Linked DNA regions of Sus scrofa: all the other regions are linked to region 2. A link is a contact called in public HiChIP or PLAC-seq data. All regions are on one chromosome and are shown on one strand. Each heading gives the region's core, a stretch centred on a gene start, on an enhancer-like site or on the middle of the called end of the contact. The rest is flanking DNA. Distances are from core to core; before and after follow the strand shown. Region 1 overlaps MYO1E (unconventional myosin-Ie). Region 2 overlaps FAM81A (protein FAM81A). Region 3 overlaps MYO1E (unconventional myosin-Ie).

Evidence for each region. HiChIP or PLAC-seq counts read pairs in DNA pulled down with a chosen protein or histone mark.
Region 1: an H3K27ac HiChIP or PLAC-seq map of alveolar macrophages shows a contact between it and region 2. The contact joins two enhancer-like sites. A contact is called at or near these places in 2 of 2 datasets of contacts at active chromatin or transcription factors (alveolar macrophages and skeletal muscle).
Region 3: an H3K27ac HiChIP or PLAC-seq map of alveolar macrophages shows a contact between it and region 2. The contact joins two enhancer-like sites. A contact is called at or near these places in 2 of 2 datasets of contacts at active chromatin or transcription factors (alveolar macrophages and skeletal muscle).

The regions. Positions count from the first base shown.
Region 1 is chr1:112,812,586-112,817,584 of Sscrofa11.1, reverse strand. It overlaps MYO1E (unconventional myosin-Ie), which reads right to left. Exons shown (of 28, transcript XM_003353343.5): 8 at 1,757-1,891; 9 at 17-149. Among named protein-coding and RNA genes, the nearest start is that of CCNB2, 130 kb to the left of the region's middle. Within about 2 kb of position 3,239, at least 5 of the 83 cell types and tissues checked have an H3K27ac peak or open chromatin away from gene starts, as enhancers often do. A contact at or near this core is called in alveolar macrophages, where this site is marked.
Region 2 is chr1:112,614,377-112,619,228 of Sscrofa11.1, reverse strand. The region is part of intron 1 of FAM81A (protein FAM81A); the gene reads left to right. Among named protein-coding and RNA genes, the nearest start is that of MYO1E, 61 kb to the left of the region's middle. Within about 2 kb of position 2,373, at least 1 of the 83 cell types and tissues checked has an H3K27ac peak or open chromatin away from gene starts, as enhancers often do. A contact at or near this core is called in alveolar macrophages, where this site is marked.
Region 3 is chr1:112,745,072-112,749,942 of Sscrofa11.1, reverse strand. All of the region lies in intron 1 of MYO1E (unconventional myosin-Ie), which reads right to left. Among named protein-coding and RNA genes, the nearest start is that of FAM81A, 70 kb to the right of the region's middle. Within about 2 kb of position 3,247, at least 8 of the 83 cell types and tissues checked have an H3K27ac peak or open chromatin away from gene starts, as enhancers often do. A contact at or near this core is called in alveolar macrophages, where this site is marked.

The DNA.
Region 1 (4,999 bases), core at 1,990-4,489, 200 kb before region 2:
TGCCGAAGCCACTCACATTCTTCACTCTCCACGGCCGCGTAATTGCCAACTTCCTTGAAGCTGATGTTTCCCAAGTGGAGAATTCCTGCCACTATCTGCAGCACTAGGGCCTGCTCCTCCGCGAAGATCCCAATCACGTTCATCGCGTGCTGGAAGAGAGGAGAGGGGTGACAAGTCAGTCACCAGCTACAGAAGCACATTCTAAAGAAGCCAAAGCTTAGGGCCGGTTGTGCAGGTATGTGTGGCTCTGTCTGTGATGGCAGCCAGAAGTCCCTGTGAAACCTTTTCAATGACCAGTGCCCTTTCACACATTCTTCTCAAGTTGCAGTGTTATACTGGAAAGGCTGTTCTAATTTATTTAAAAATATCATTTTTTAAATGGCCACATTGGTGTCATATGCAATTTCCTGGGCCAGGGATTGAATCCCAGCTGTAGCTGCAGCAACATCAGTTCCTTAACCTACTGAGCCAGGCTGGGGATTGAACCTGTGCATCCACAGTGACCTGAGCTGCTGCATTTGGATTCTTAACCCACTGTGCCACAGCAGAGACTCCTCTGTCTTTAACATGTAACCCTCCAGGTATAAATAAGGGTTAGAGAGCTCTGGAGGAAATATACTCAGAGGGAGGGGTGGCTATACAGTCAGCAAGTCTGTTCTCACCCCTCAGTTATCCTCCTGCTGCCACCTCTATCTTTAAGGGCACTGATGCCCCTTGCCAGCTACTCCAAGTAAACTCTGAGATTTTTCTCTTCATGGAGAGGGCTGCTGCTTGCCAATGGATCTTGATTAAAAGTCTCCAAAAATCAAATAAAAGCATCATTAGAAAAGGTTTGTTTCTCAGGTCCATCAAATTCAATGAAAGGAGGTGAGTCTTAGATATCCATATCCTAAGAGAACTGCACTCTAGGACCAAAGCAGGCCTGTCTGCATTTTTCCTCCCAGCTCCTTTATGGCCACGTGGCTGCTTGATGCTCATCTTCTTTCCTGGAATCGACAACACGGTTGGTCCATTTCAAGTACAAATGTCAGCTCCCCCTAAAACTTGCACCTCTAGTCACCCATTCCTGGCCTAGGAAATTGCACCTTTCTCTGCATCTGGGCTGAGGGATGAGCCAGGCCAGTATCTGACTCTAAGGGCAGTGGTGATGCAGTTCTTTGAGGCTAAATGGGATGAACAGCCCATCTCTAGAAAGTTCTAGGTTGACTTAGTAAGTTGTTTTCTCAAGGACATGAAGCCTCAACAATCCACCCGGATTCACATCTTGTACCATAACATACACACACCGGGAAAAGAATGAGTCGAGGCCCACCCCCTGACCCGTACACTACGGAAGGGAAGACAAAGCGGGTGGAGAGGACTGGGCGTGTTGTAAAATTACTAAATCTGATTAAGATCATAAGAGCACTTTTTGCCTTGCCTTTCTAAGGGAAGCAGCTCAGCAGTTGTGTGAGCTATTGGCAAACAGCTATGGTAAACGCATTATCCACAACACTCTTTACCTGTTACTTAGAGAACCTGCAGGGTTGGGTAATGATGATTTTTATCCATTTAAATCATTACGTGGTCCTCCAGCAACTGGCACATGGCTATTGAAGGGTGTTTAAACACGTGTTCTAGGAACTGGAGTGCTTCCAGCAGAACAAGGTGGGAATTTCAGGCTAATCTTTGCTTTGTGAACCTCCCCTGCCCTTTCCACCATGGGCAACGCCCAGTCTGGAGAGCAGATGCTGCCTGGCACTGTGCCATCACTTACCAGTGTTTCCTGAAACTCCCTCCTGTCGTCAATGCCATCGACCTTGTAGGACCCAGAGAGGCTCAGGTAGTAATAATAGTCCATGCTGGTGATGCCCAGGCTGTGCTTTTGCTCTGCAGAGGCGCCCTCGATGAGCTGGAGCAAGAACAAGTGGTATGTGCATGGAGCAGCCCACAAAGCAATCAAAGTTAGTGTGGTTCCTGCTACTGTCACCCCCAGAGTCCAAGTGATGCGACTTCCTATCCCAGCTTCCTAAACTGATAGAGGATCACTGTCTTCAAAAGACGAAGAGGCTTCAGAATATCTGTTCTATATACAATAAACCCAAATCATCTCTGCAAATTCTAGTTCTTAACTCTTTCTCTCTCTCTTTTTTTTTTTTTTGCTTTTTAGGGCTGCACCTGCAGCACATGGAGGTTCCCAGGATAGGGGTCTAATTGGAGCTACAGCTGCCGCCCTACACCACAGCCACAGAAATGTCAGATCCGAGCCTTGTCTGCAACCTACACCACAGCTCATGGCAACACCAGATCCTTAACCCACTGAGCAAGGCCAGGGATTGAACCCGAAACCTCATGGTTCCTAGTCAGATTTGTTTCCACTGTGCCACAGTGGAAACTCCCTAGTTCTTAATTCTGATTAGACCTACCAGAGCTGAGAATTTCCCCCTGTCCCAATAAAGGCAACCACACTGGTGAGATCCCTCAGAAAAGTGGAAAGCGAGCCAGATCATAATTACTTTGTTCCTGTTCAACTTGCACATGGCTTTTTTTTTTTTTTTTTTTTTTTTTTTTTCCTTTTTAGAGCCACACCCAAGGCATATGAAAGTTCCTGGGCTAGGGGTTGACTTGGAGCTGTAATGGAAGCCTACACCATAGCCACAGCAACGCCAGATCTGAGTCACACCCTTGACCTGTGCTGCAGCTTGTGGCAATGCCGGATCCTTAACCCACTGAGCAAGGCCAGGGATTGATCCCGAGTCCTCATGGATACTGGTTGGGTTTTTAACCCACTGAGTCACAACGAGAACTCCTTGGCACATGGCTTTTTAAAGTGCAACTGGACCCTCCACAGTTCTCACTGCAGGGTACATATTAAAGAATAGCCTCAGGTCCCCCACACCGGTGTCCAGTCTCTTGGCTCTCTGTTCTATCTCTGCTCTTTGCCTTAGTTCTCAGCAAGACCCTTTTTGGGTGTGCTGGAAAATGTTTAACAATCGATTCTTGAGGCGGGGGCAGGGTGGGGGTGGGGAATGGATCTGTAGTGTTCACTGATTTTCATGGTGTAAATACTCCAACCATGACTTGATTTCAAACTACCAAGAAGTATCATCAAAGGAAGAGAGGCACACAGCCCATGCATGCCAGCCCCAGCACACCCCTGGCTCCACTATCCACACTTCTCCATCTTGGTCAAGTTACTCATATCATCTTGGGTTCACATCCTGAAAACAGGGAACCTCTTTTCCATTACTGAGAAGTGCTAGGTCATCCTATGACATCAGGTTCCCTTAGTTTTTCTCGTCTCTTTAAAATCTTTTTGCATTACACTCTTCCTTTTTTCTTCTGATTTTCTGGGGGGGTGGTGCTAAGGAAGAATGTCCCCCATCTCCTTCTCAGTCTTCTCCCCACCCACACCTGTCAGCGCCTCTCACCTGAATCTTCAAACACCTCTTTTTCAAATTCTCTCCCGTCTACAAATGCATGGTGCCTGCTTTAGAAGCTTTTCCTTGACTGAAATTCTTCAAGCTGCAGAACCTACTAGCTCATCTGGCTTCACTCTCCTCTCACCAATCTGATGGCCACTGTCCAATGGCTAAAGCCAGCAGGGCTTTCTTGGTCCCCAGGCCCCTGTCCCATCCTTTGCCCCCTAAGAGCTTTGGGCATTTGATCGTGCCCCTCAATCCCCTCCCAGTGAGCGTCCCCTGGCTTGGGGAAACTCTGCAGGATCTTGGTTTTCCTCCTTTGACTACTTCCCTGGCTCAATGTCCTCATCCTACAGACAGTCCCCAGATCCCCAAGTCCTGAATGGGAATGGATTTTCTCTCCACACTCACTCGGGAGTTTCATTTCACAGCTTTCACTGTTACTTTTATGCAGAATCATGAACTCCAGCTTCCCCTGAGCTCATCACTTCCCCAGTCTCTAGTCTGGGGGATTCCAAACTGTGGGCAGAGGATTCTGGAGGAGCTGGATGCCCCAGAAATCATTATGAACTTCTGTCTTATGCTCGTGTCTGATACACAAAATTACTTTTCCAATACCTCTTTATGCTGCTTTGATTAATACAATTAAAAGCATAACTGCATTCACAGAAAGTTTTGGTCCTGTATGTATACTTTCAACCAACAGATGCTAACCAGAAGAATCCTGGCCATCACCTAATACATCTAGGTAATTGAAAAGACTGAATGTGAGCGACCAACGCAGCTTAACTTCCTTCAAATCCAATGATCTTCAAACCACAACAAAACATAAATAAAAGAAAAAAAACAGCTGTAGGCTTTTCATCAAAGAGAATCTAAAGCGGAGTCCCAATATAGGAAGTACTCACACATAAATGCAAACATTAAAAAACTTTTTATGGGGAGTTCCCGTTGTGGCTCAGTGGTTAACGAACCCGACTAGCATTCATGAGGACGTGGGTTTGATCCCTGGCCTTACTCATCGGGTTAAGAATCTGGTGGTGCAGTGAGCTGTGGTGTAGGTCACAGACGTGGCTCGGATCCCACGTTGCTGCGACTGTGGTGTAGGCTGGCAGCTACAGCTGCAATTCGACCCCTAGCCTGGGAACCTCCATATGCTGCAGGTATGGCCCTAAAAAGACAAAAAGACAAAAAACAAACAAACAAACAAAAAACCAAAAAACTTGTTTTTATCAGTAAAACTAGTTTAAGACATTAAAAAAAAAAAAAAAAAAAAAAGGTCAAATCAGATGACTGCTGAAGCAGCGTGGACCAACTATAATTTAAAAGCATTCTACACAGTGCTTCAGCCCCAAACTCTCCATGGCTTCTGAGAGTATAAGCAGAAACTTCTTGACCTGGTATTAAAGATTCCAAGTCTATTTCAAGTCTTTTTGTCCTTTTTGAGACCTCTGCCCTTGCACACCTGCTGGGGCCTAGCTCACAGATTAGCCTGCCCCCTCCCTGCCCTGCTATCCCTGCTTGGTTCAGGCCACCTGACTTGCCAGAGCCCACCTTCCCACCATGCTATCCCGTGTCTCCGTAATCTCTCTCACCAC
Region 2 (4,852 bases), core at 1,124-3,623:
AGCTCTGCGAACTCTTTAATGAATCACACCTCATTACATTTAGATCCCTTGTCAACAAACTCTTGGGTCTCCTCCCTCTTCAGGCCACTCTCTGTGTGTCTCCTCCCCACTGCCTTTCAGTCTCTTGTTTCTTTCATCCTGCAGCCATATGCCTGTGTTTTCATTTTGCTGCACTGAGTCCATCTCCTGTCCTTCCCCTTGTTCCAGAGGCTGAGTGAACAACTCCCCTCAGAACAGCCCTTTCCCATCTCACTCAGAGCAGGGATTGGGCTTCTGGCTTCTCAGTGCTGCCTCCAGACCATTAACCCGTCCCTAACAGTGTCTTCTCTGTAAAGGTTGCCATGTCCAATTGAGCCCCATTCCCTCCTTCTTATCTTCTGGATCAGTGCTTGCCAAACCTGGTGGCTCCTCAGAAATACCAGGAGCACTTTGAAAACTGTAGACTCTCCAGAACGTACAAAATTAGAATCATCAAGGTGGGCAAAACCTAAAAAATTCTTATTTTGAAAACAAACCCTAAAAGAGGAAGGAGGAGGATGGGGAGGGAAAACAGAGATCCCCGGGGGATTCAGATGTACACCCAGGTTTGGGAATTATTTCACTTGATGCTACCAAAAATTAGCACACAAACCGAAAACAAACATGAGCAACGAACCTGGTTCTCTTCTCCACCTTGCTTCTTGCTGATGACGTTGGTGATTATGTAGAGGCTCTATTAATTCTTCATTAAAGTTTCATTGACCTTGAAGTTTTTCAAGGTCCTCAACGTCAACTCTTGTGACCTTAGTTTCCGATTTGCTTCAGCCGCTCACTTCTTGGACTTGCTTAGTCCTGGGAATTTTTTCCACCTCTGAGATCTGGAACTTGGACATTAGCTATTTCAAGGATTCTTTCCACGTACTGCACCAGACTCAACATCACTGAGGACTCTGGTCCCTCACTGGCTGTTCCAATCCCTTTATGGCTCCATTTCCCTTCTTGGAGTATATACATTCCAGCCATTTCACTTTTGTCCAGAATCCCGGAATCCTTTGTCCTAACGTGTTGGACTTCTCATATTCCAGTCCTCAATCCAGAATCACCCTCATCATCTGCTTTTCCTTCTCCCAGTCTGCCAAGACATCTGCCAAGTTATCACAAAGACCTTTGCACTGGTTCCATTGCAAATTTATTTTAGTTCCAATTTCATCTCGGTCTTACTTTTCTATGGAAAAAAAAAATTCATCTTTTATTAACTCCCAGCTGCATTCCTTTAGAGGTTATGCCAGACTTTTCTGTTCCTTCAGCTTCTAGTCAGTTTCTTTTCTGGAGATAGCCTTTTTGCACCCACAAGATTAAGGATATCTAACTGGGAGCTTACTGCCCTCTAATAAAAGCTCCCACTGTATCTTCCTTATCACCCCTGGCAATCTTCTTTACCCATCTTTGTCCTTTCTTCCCTTCCTCTGAGGAAATATCTATTAGTCCCTTACCCAGGATTAACTCACATTCACTCCTCCTTCTGTCTTTTCTGGATGTTCCCCTCCTTCGGGAACCTGCTCCATTTGTTACCCCCTTTCTCTCATTTCTTTGGTCCCTCCTGACTCTGCCCCAGCCTTTACTCCACCTTATATTCAAGTCATCCTTCTCAGGAAAGAAATTGAGCTTGAGTCCCAGCCCTGTCCAAGAGAACTTTCTGCAGTGATGGAAATATTTTGTATTTGTGCTGTCCCATACCGTGTTCGCTAGCCACATTGTCCCAAGTAGCCATCTGGTCACCAGGAGTCAGCTGTGAGTACTGAGCAGGTGAAATGTGGCCGGCTCAGTGATGAGCAGGTACATCCCTCATTGTTGTTAATTATAGATTAATTCAATTCAATTGAAATAGTCCCCTGGGGCTGATGGCTATAGGATTGGGCATCACAGTTCTGTTCCCTGCTCCCCTGTTGAGTTGTCCTCAGCTTTCCCACTTCTGGCGTCACTGCCCCCTTTTTTGTTGAAACTGCCATTTCCTCGGGCTGCAGCAGTGCTGTCCAGGATGCAGGGCTCAGGCCTTTCTTCTGTCTCCCTCCTCCTTGATCTTTGCCCTGCGTCTGCTACTGGTGGTCACTCTCCTCCCCTGCCTCTCTCTTTCCTTGTCTCCATGTCACTGGCTTTCCAGGGACAGTTCAGACCTCATTTGTTCCCTTTTCCTCCTAACATCTGAACGTGGGATTCTTCGGGATCCTGTCCTGGGCCTTTTCCTCATTCATTCCTGGCCTGCTCCCTTCTGCCAGCATCACCCCCACCTCTGAGCCCACAGCAGTGGCTAATGGCCAGTTACCCTGTACCTCACTGGTCGCTGTGGGTCCCTTGCACCATGGCCTTCAATCCTCGCTCCATCTCTCTGAGGCAGATAGCCTCATCATTCCTGTTATGTAGTGAAGCAAGTGGAGCAGAGGGAAATGAGAACTTCGTAATTGTTATTACTGCTGGTTGTTAAGGAGCAGAGCTGAGAGAGGAACTCTGGCAATCTGCCTGCATCCCCACTTTTAACCAGGTTTTGCTCAGCACCCTCCACGCCTTCAGACCTCCATTACCAGCCCTGCCATCTGCATTCCATTCAGAATTTGCTACCCAGAGGCCCGGCTATTTTGTCTCTAAACAGCACTTCATTCTAGCTTCCTTAATCTTCCTTCCCTGTTTGACTTATTATTTTGAAATAATTTAGATTCCCAGAAAAGTTGCGAGAATAATTTAAATAGTTTCTATGTACCTTTCATCCAAATTCTATAAATAATAACCATTTACCACACTTGCTTTTTCCTTCTCATGCGTTCTCTCTCTCTCCACACGTGCATGCACATATGCATGCATTTGCACATACATATGTTGTCATTTTTCTTGAAACTTCAGAGTAAGTTCTAGACATGATGCCCCTTTACTTCCCCCTCAAATATGTCAGTGTATATTTCCTAAAAAAAAAAATGCAGTGTGTATTCTTGTATTACAAGCGTCACAATCAATAAAAAAATGCAGTGAATATTTTCTTGAATAACAAGCATCAAGATCAATAAATTAACATTGATTCTGTACTATTATCTAATCTACAGACCTTATTCAAAAGTCAACAAGAGCCCTAATGTCCTTTAGAGCAAAAGAGCAGGGGATGGGGCGATTTAAAAAAAAAATCTTTTCCAGGTCCAGGATCCAGTCTAGGGTCTTGCGCTACATTAGTTGTCTCATTGCTTCTGTTTTTCTGGACAGTTCCTCAGTCTTTGTCTTTCATGACCTGACACTTAGGAAGGGTGAGGCTGGTTGTTTTGTAAAATACCCTTTAAGCTGCATTTGTCTGGAGTTTTCTCAGGGCAGATCCAGGTGATCCATCACGAGGGAGGCAACCCCTGGGGAGCTCTGGTGTCCCCTTGGGTGCATCCGCCATGGATTTCTTTGCCATCATCACCCTCTGTGATCTGTTTTTGCTCACTTGGGTTACTCTGACTTCTCCTCTTGACACTCCTACATCCACTTGGTTGTTAAGCTTGGCGATGCTCCCTGTGCCACCTCTCTCAGTTTGTCCCTTCCTTTCCATTTCTCTTGTTGTTCTTGTTGTGGATTCACAGCCTTTGCACGTGGTCCCAGCGACTGTTTACCATGGCTTAGCCACAGGGACCTTGCACACCGTGATTTTCACTGGTCAGTGCTTCCTCTGCTCTGTCCTCCCTCCAGCCTTTCTCGTGCAGGCAGGCCTGCATTGACTTAACTCACCCCTTTGAATTCCCTCCTCAAATGCCTGCTTCTCAAATGCTCTGCCTGCTGGCCCAGTTCAAACCCACCCTGCCTTCTGCCTGGAGGAGGCAGGGCCTGGCTTGTACCATCCCATGGGGCGGGAACCAGCCTCTTCCCTCTTGCATGGTGGCTTGTCTGTTCTATTGAATTGAAGCTCCTGGGCATTGGCTCTGTGTCTTATTCAGCTGCAGAGGCTCAATATTTCTTTGTTGACAAGACCAAACAACTTGATTAAAATCATGAAGCAGATGTGCAGGCCGGACCGTAGTTGTCTGTTCCATGGTGGGTGTGAGACCCACACTTTACTCCAAGAGTCAGCTGGGTGTTGGCTCAAAATAGGGCCTGTGAGCAAAACGATAGGTAATTCAGGAAGGTGTTTCCATGTTGGGGGTGGAACAAATGATGCCCCCCAGCCTCCACCCATGACATCTTAACTTTGCATATGTGTGTCCAGACCAAGAAAGGGCAGGTTTGATTTAGAAAAAATGCGTTGAGAAGCCTAACATAGCATATTAAAAATGGCCTGTCTATTTCTTCACACCCCAAATGAGCAGCTAAATGTGTGAGGAGCAGTTCTCAGGCTCACATCCTCCCTTGGAGCCCTGGAACCACCTGTTCTTCTCCTCTCCATTGTCTGGCTGACTCTCTCCTCCGCTCCCCTCAGCACTGCCTCCCTCCTCCCTCCCTCCTCCATGCTCCCCTCACTCTCCTCTTGCTTAGGACACACTTTCTGCCTGTTCCTTTCTCTTCATAACTCTTCTCTTTTCCTCCCTCTCCGTAGATTGATTTTATTTTGTGCCTTCTTGGATGTGGTTTCATGTGCCCTAGGTTTTCTAAGTCACTGAGAAAGGATGAAACAATGGCTCTGTCCTCCTCCGTGGGCTTCTGTCAAATTCCCCGCCCCCACCCCCTCCTGGCCCAGGCGCTCTTGGTATTATAAAAATATAGTTGTTAGTGATAATAAAACTATTTATTTGATGACCTTTCTGCGACAGCAAGTAAGTCCCGAGGGTCACGCTGCTCGATAAATATCAGAAGGCCTGAATTTGTCAGCCTCTGTTAACAGGCAACTTTGGTATTTCAGGTCACAGTCAGATTTGAGGGA
Region 3 (4,871 bases), core at 1,998-4,497, 130 kb before region 2:
AACAGTTGTTCTTAAGCCGCAAAGAGGGAAGACCTTTTTTATGCCTGACCTTCAATTCCAGCCATTCCTGTTCCCATGAGGGAATCTACTACCATCTGAGATAGCCAACATTTCCTTTCTACTAAATATTATTGTGGGGAAATAAATGTTACCTCAGAGGACTTTATTCTACAAGAGCCACCAGTAGATGGCCACTTCCACAATCAGAGTGGCTGGAACAGAACCTTGGAAAGAAGCCCAAACTATTTCTTCAGCAAATTAGCACAGAGAGGAAGGCCAGAGAACTTATTCGGAGATCAAAAATTCTCCTTGCGGTGTCAATATTGCACAAGCCTGGAGCCCATTCCTGAAATGTACATGTAGCTCTCATAAATATTGCTGAAATACCACTACAAAGATAAGTTTACACTTAAGATTTTTCTTCTCCTAACTAGAGGAATGGGCAATGATAAAGTATTGGTAGTATACTCCAAAACTCCTAAAGATTCATAAACATAATGAGAGTTGGCATTGATAATACCAACTTCAGGGATGGCATTCTTTCTTTTTCTTTTTCTCTTTTTTGGCTGCCCTCTGGCATATGAGTTCCCAGGCCAGGGATAAGATCTGAGCCGCAGTTGTGATATATGCCGCAGGTGCGGCAGTGCCGGATCCTTAACCCACTGTACCAGGCTAGGGATTGAACCTGAGTCCCAGCGCTCCAGAGACACCACCCATCCTGTGGCACCACAGTGGGAAGTCCGACGGCATTCTTTTAATAGCAACTGTGCTCTTGTAGTCTTTTTCCTGAACCTTATCCTATATTTTTCATTTAGTCATTCACTGATTTAACCATTTTAACCCTGCCCTAAAACAAACAAATGAACAAAAATCCTGTGCAAGGTATTATGCCAGGCCCTGGGGATATCATTTTTTTTTTAAGATAGAAAAATTGACAAATTACTTAAGTGTCCAGTGATCTATATAGTTCCAGTATGGAGAATAAATTTTGTTGACATAACGTTCAGTTCTTTTATTACATAAAAATAGTGAATGAGCTGGTGACTACCAGTTAAAAGAATGCGAATGCACTTCACACCTGATTGTGAAATCTTACCCCTGGCTGCCAGGCAAGCTGAGAAGCCACACAAATCATTGATCTTTGTGGACAAAGGAATTCTCAACCAAGAACTCTGTAGTTAATTTCGTTTTAGAAACACCAGCCCAAGCTCTCTTCTCTTCTCCGCCATCCTATGTGCAGTTGAATTAGCTCCTCTCCATGTCTTCTCACAAGACTTGCAGGATCAAGCGATTCCTGGCCAAGAAGCAAAAGCAGAATTGTCCCATCCCCCAATGGATTCGAAGGCAAACTGGTAATAAAATCCAGGTACAACTTGAAGACATTGGAGAAGAACTAGCTGGGTCTATAAGGAGGCTCTGCGCGTGAGGTGGCACACATAATTCTGTTGTGTGGCGGTCACTTGCATCTTACCATATCACACTGAAAATAGCACAGCCACAGCTGGATATATCAGGAAATGGATTCTCTTTGTGTTAGTGTTTCTGCATGGCGCTTTGCCTCAGTAATAAATATGTGAAGGCCTCTTATTGGAAAAAAAGAAACACTAACCCAAGCTCTGCCAATGATCTGCTCTAATCACCATTTATTCCATTTAAATTAAGTTGACTAGATTTTCTCTAAAAACTGTTCCTTAACACCTCAAACATTGCTAAAAAAACAAACAAACAAACAAAAAACCAAAAAAAAAAAAAAAACCTCAATGCCCAGCTTTAAGACTCAGCAATTTGGTGTGAGGTAAACCAGCCATGAGGTTTTAGAGATTCTAACTGGAAGAGTTCCTGTCGTGGCTCAGCAGAAATCCGACTAGCATTCATGAGGATGCAGGTTTGATCCCTGGCATTGCTCAATGGGTTGAGGATCCGGCATTGTTATGAGCTGTGGTGCAGGTGGCAGACGTGGATTGGATCTGGTATGTCTGTGGCTGCCGCTAGGCCAGGGGCTATAGCTCTGATCAGGGGCTATAGCTCTGATTCGACCCCTAGCCTGGGAACCTCCATACGCTGCAGGTGTGGCCCTAAAATGAGAATAAATAAATAAATAAATAAATAAATAAATAAATAAATAAAGACCCTAACTGGAATTCCTAAATCTTTGACGTAATGTAAGAGGTCTGTCACACAGATCCTGTTGCCACTGAGAAGCTGAAAAGGCATTTGCGCAACTGTTTCCCACAGACCAACTGGCTACTCCATAATTTATCAGCAGGAAAAGCACTAAGTGTTAACTGCCTGGGCTTTGGCTCCCCTTGAATCTCTCCTAGATAATCGAGGGCAGCTCTTCCCAACCAGTAGGTCTGGCAAGACCAGTCCTTGGAGAAAGGCTGAGGGTGGACTGGGTTTTCCTGTTCCCAGGGTTCTGGCAGGCCTGCCCATGCCGAAGGCCACCCCACATTTCCTAAGTCTTTACCAGCTAAAGACGCTACCAATGGGTGAAACCATGTAACAGTCCCCACATTACTCTCAACCACCCACCCTTCCCACCCACCCCTTCTCAGACTTAATCACAGGAGGAAGTGCAGCTACCCCTGATGAGGTCACTGTTTTGAAAATCTGGAAGTGGGACACATGATGTAAAAGGAAGTTGAAGCTTGCTGAAGACAATAAGCTAGCACATAGATCTGCAATCCTGTGAAGGCCTTCTAGCTATAAACCTTCCAGGGTTCTAATTTAAAAGGAAACTCCAAAAATGCCCATCTGGGGTGGAGGTGTGGTTATGAAGAATTTGGGCAGGCTTTCCTTTTTTTGGTCATGCCCCCAGCATGTAAAGGTTCCTGGGCCAGGGATCACATCACAGCAGCAACCTGAGCGACATCAGTGACAACGCCGGGTCACAGAGCCACCAGGGAACTCACTAGGCAGGTTTTTGTTGAAGGCTCATAGCCTAGCTCTAAGAGAATATCCAAATGACCAAATCATAATCGCCGTAACAAGAGTAATAGAAACACTCTTTGAGAGGGTTTATTTTATACCACTTTTTCTTTTTTCTTTTTACATTTGAGCAGTGACAGCATATAAACCCTCAGGATTTGTTTAAAATGTCTCCTTCATTAAGAACCTACATTAGTTCATACACACAACAACCCAGGAAGCCTTCTCTTTGGAGGAAAATCTGGACTCCAAATTACTGTGTATGTTTACATCTGAGCACTTAAAAATGGATAAGTTCCACATTTTTATTATGACAACTTGGCAGTCACTAGAGTTTCCTTCTCTTTCCTCTGAAGTGCTCTGGTTCTGAGGAAATCTTACCCTAATCTATTGCAAAAGGGTTAAAATTACCCTTAAAGCCACCCTTCATTTGTGATGCACTTTTCCTGCACCTCAGGGACTTAACAGGAGCCTGGAATTTGGTGAAAAGACTTAGGACCCCCAGCACCCATCTTCAGGGCTAAATGCTGGAGGCTATCACTTATAATAGAGAAGACTCTCTTGGATGCTGGGAGGAGTAAGTGAGTAACAACCCTTCTTAGCACTTGAGCCAAGTTTATTATCACTAAGTCCATACTCTGCCATGACCTGGCAGAGAGCAAAAGCCGAGGACTGGGAGCCTGAAGAACAGACTGATATTTCCTCTCCTGCCACTCACTGGCTGGGTGGCCCCAGCCTCTTGCGGTTGTTTGTAGGGGACCACTGAGAAAAGACAGGAAGTCCTTTGTAAACTGGTGCCACATAAATGACTTATTGTGATAACTCGTAATAATCAGGAGAGAATTGGGGATACAATTTCTTAATTTCTCTCAATTTATGCCTTCCGACTAATTATGATACACTTTGCAAAATGTATCTTCCCTCTTTCTCAAAATTATTTCAAAAAAAAAAAAATGCAAAGAATACCTAAAAATGGGTGAACATGTCCAGTGCCCCTGATGTAAAGCTTCCACTGATGTAACAGGGATAGGATCTGGCTCAGTCCCCAGGCAAGTCCTGGGCAGGATGAGCATCTGCTATGAGGAAAGGTAAAGCACGAACAGGTTAGGAACAGTACACCTTGAACTTAACAGAAACCGTCATGCCAATGAAGAGATGAGTTGGCTAGGGAAGTGAACTAAGATTTAGGAGATGTGTCTAGATAACTAAGGCACTTTCCAAGATGATGAGAGAAGAGTTGACCCTGAATTTAATTTCTATACAATCAACAGAGACATTCATCTGGCACCTTGACACAGCAGCGTGCTGTGAAAGCATGCTGAGCAGGCAAGAGTGACGGGAGGAAAAGGCCAGCACTTAGCAGGGTGACCTCAGCAGCCACTGAAGGCCACCTGGTCTCACTTACCTCATCCATGAAAAGAATGTCACAACCAAACTCAAAGGGCCATGAAGAGAAACGTGCTAAACCTGGGGCTCATCTCAAAGACTGATCTGATAGGCTGTCCTTTTCTTTTTTCTTTTTTCTTTTTTTTTGGCTATGCCCGCTGCACGTGGAAGTTCCCAGACCAGGGATTGAACATGCTCCACAGCAGCAACCCAAGTTGCTCTGACAACACTGGATCCTTAACTTGCTGCGCCACAAGAGAACTTGATACGCTGTCTTGACATTAATGAGCTATAATAAATACAACTTTTCTCTGACTCAATTCTACTCTAAATGAGTACCACGTGGACAGGGAACTCTGTCCCCTTTCTCCATATTCCCAGAGTCCACCTAGCACAGTGCTTGGTGCTCCTCTGAGACTGTTTTACTAAATTTACACTGAACAATGAGGTATAAAGCGCATGATACATGGAATAGACAAGGTCTACACATATGTAAAGATAAGGCATTGAAGGCAAATAAAAGACTCTTGCCAATTCAAAATATAAAGACAGTGTTG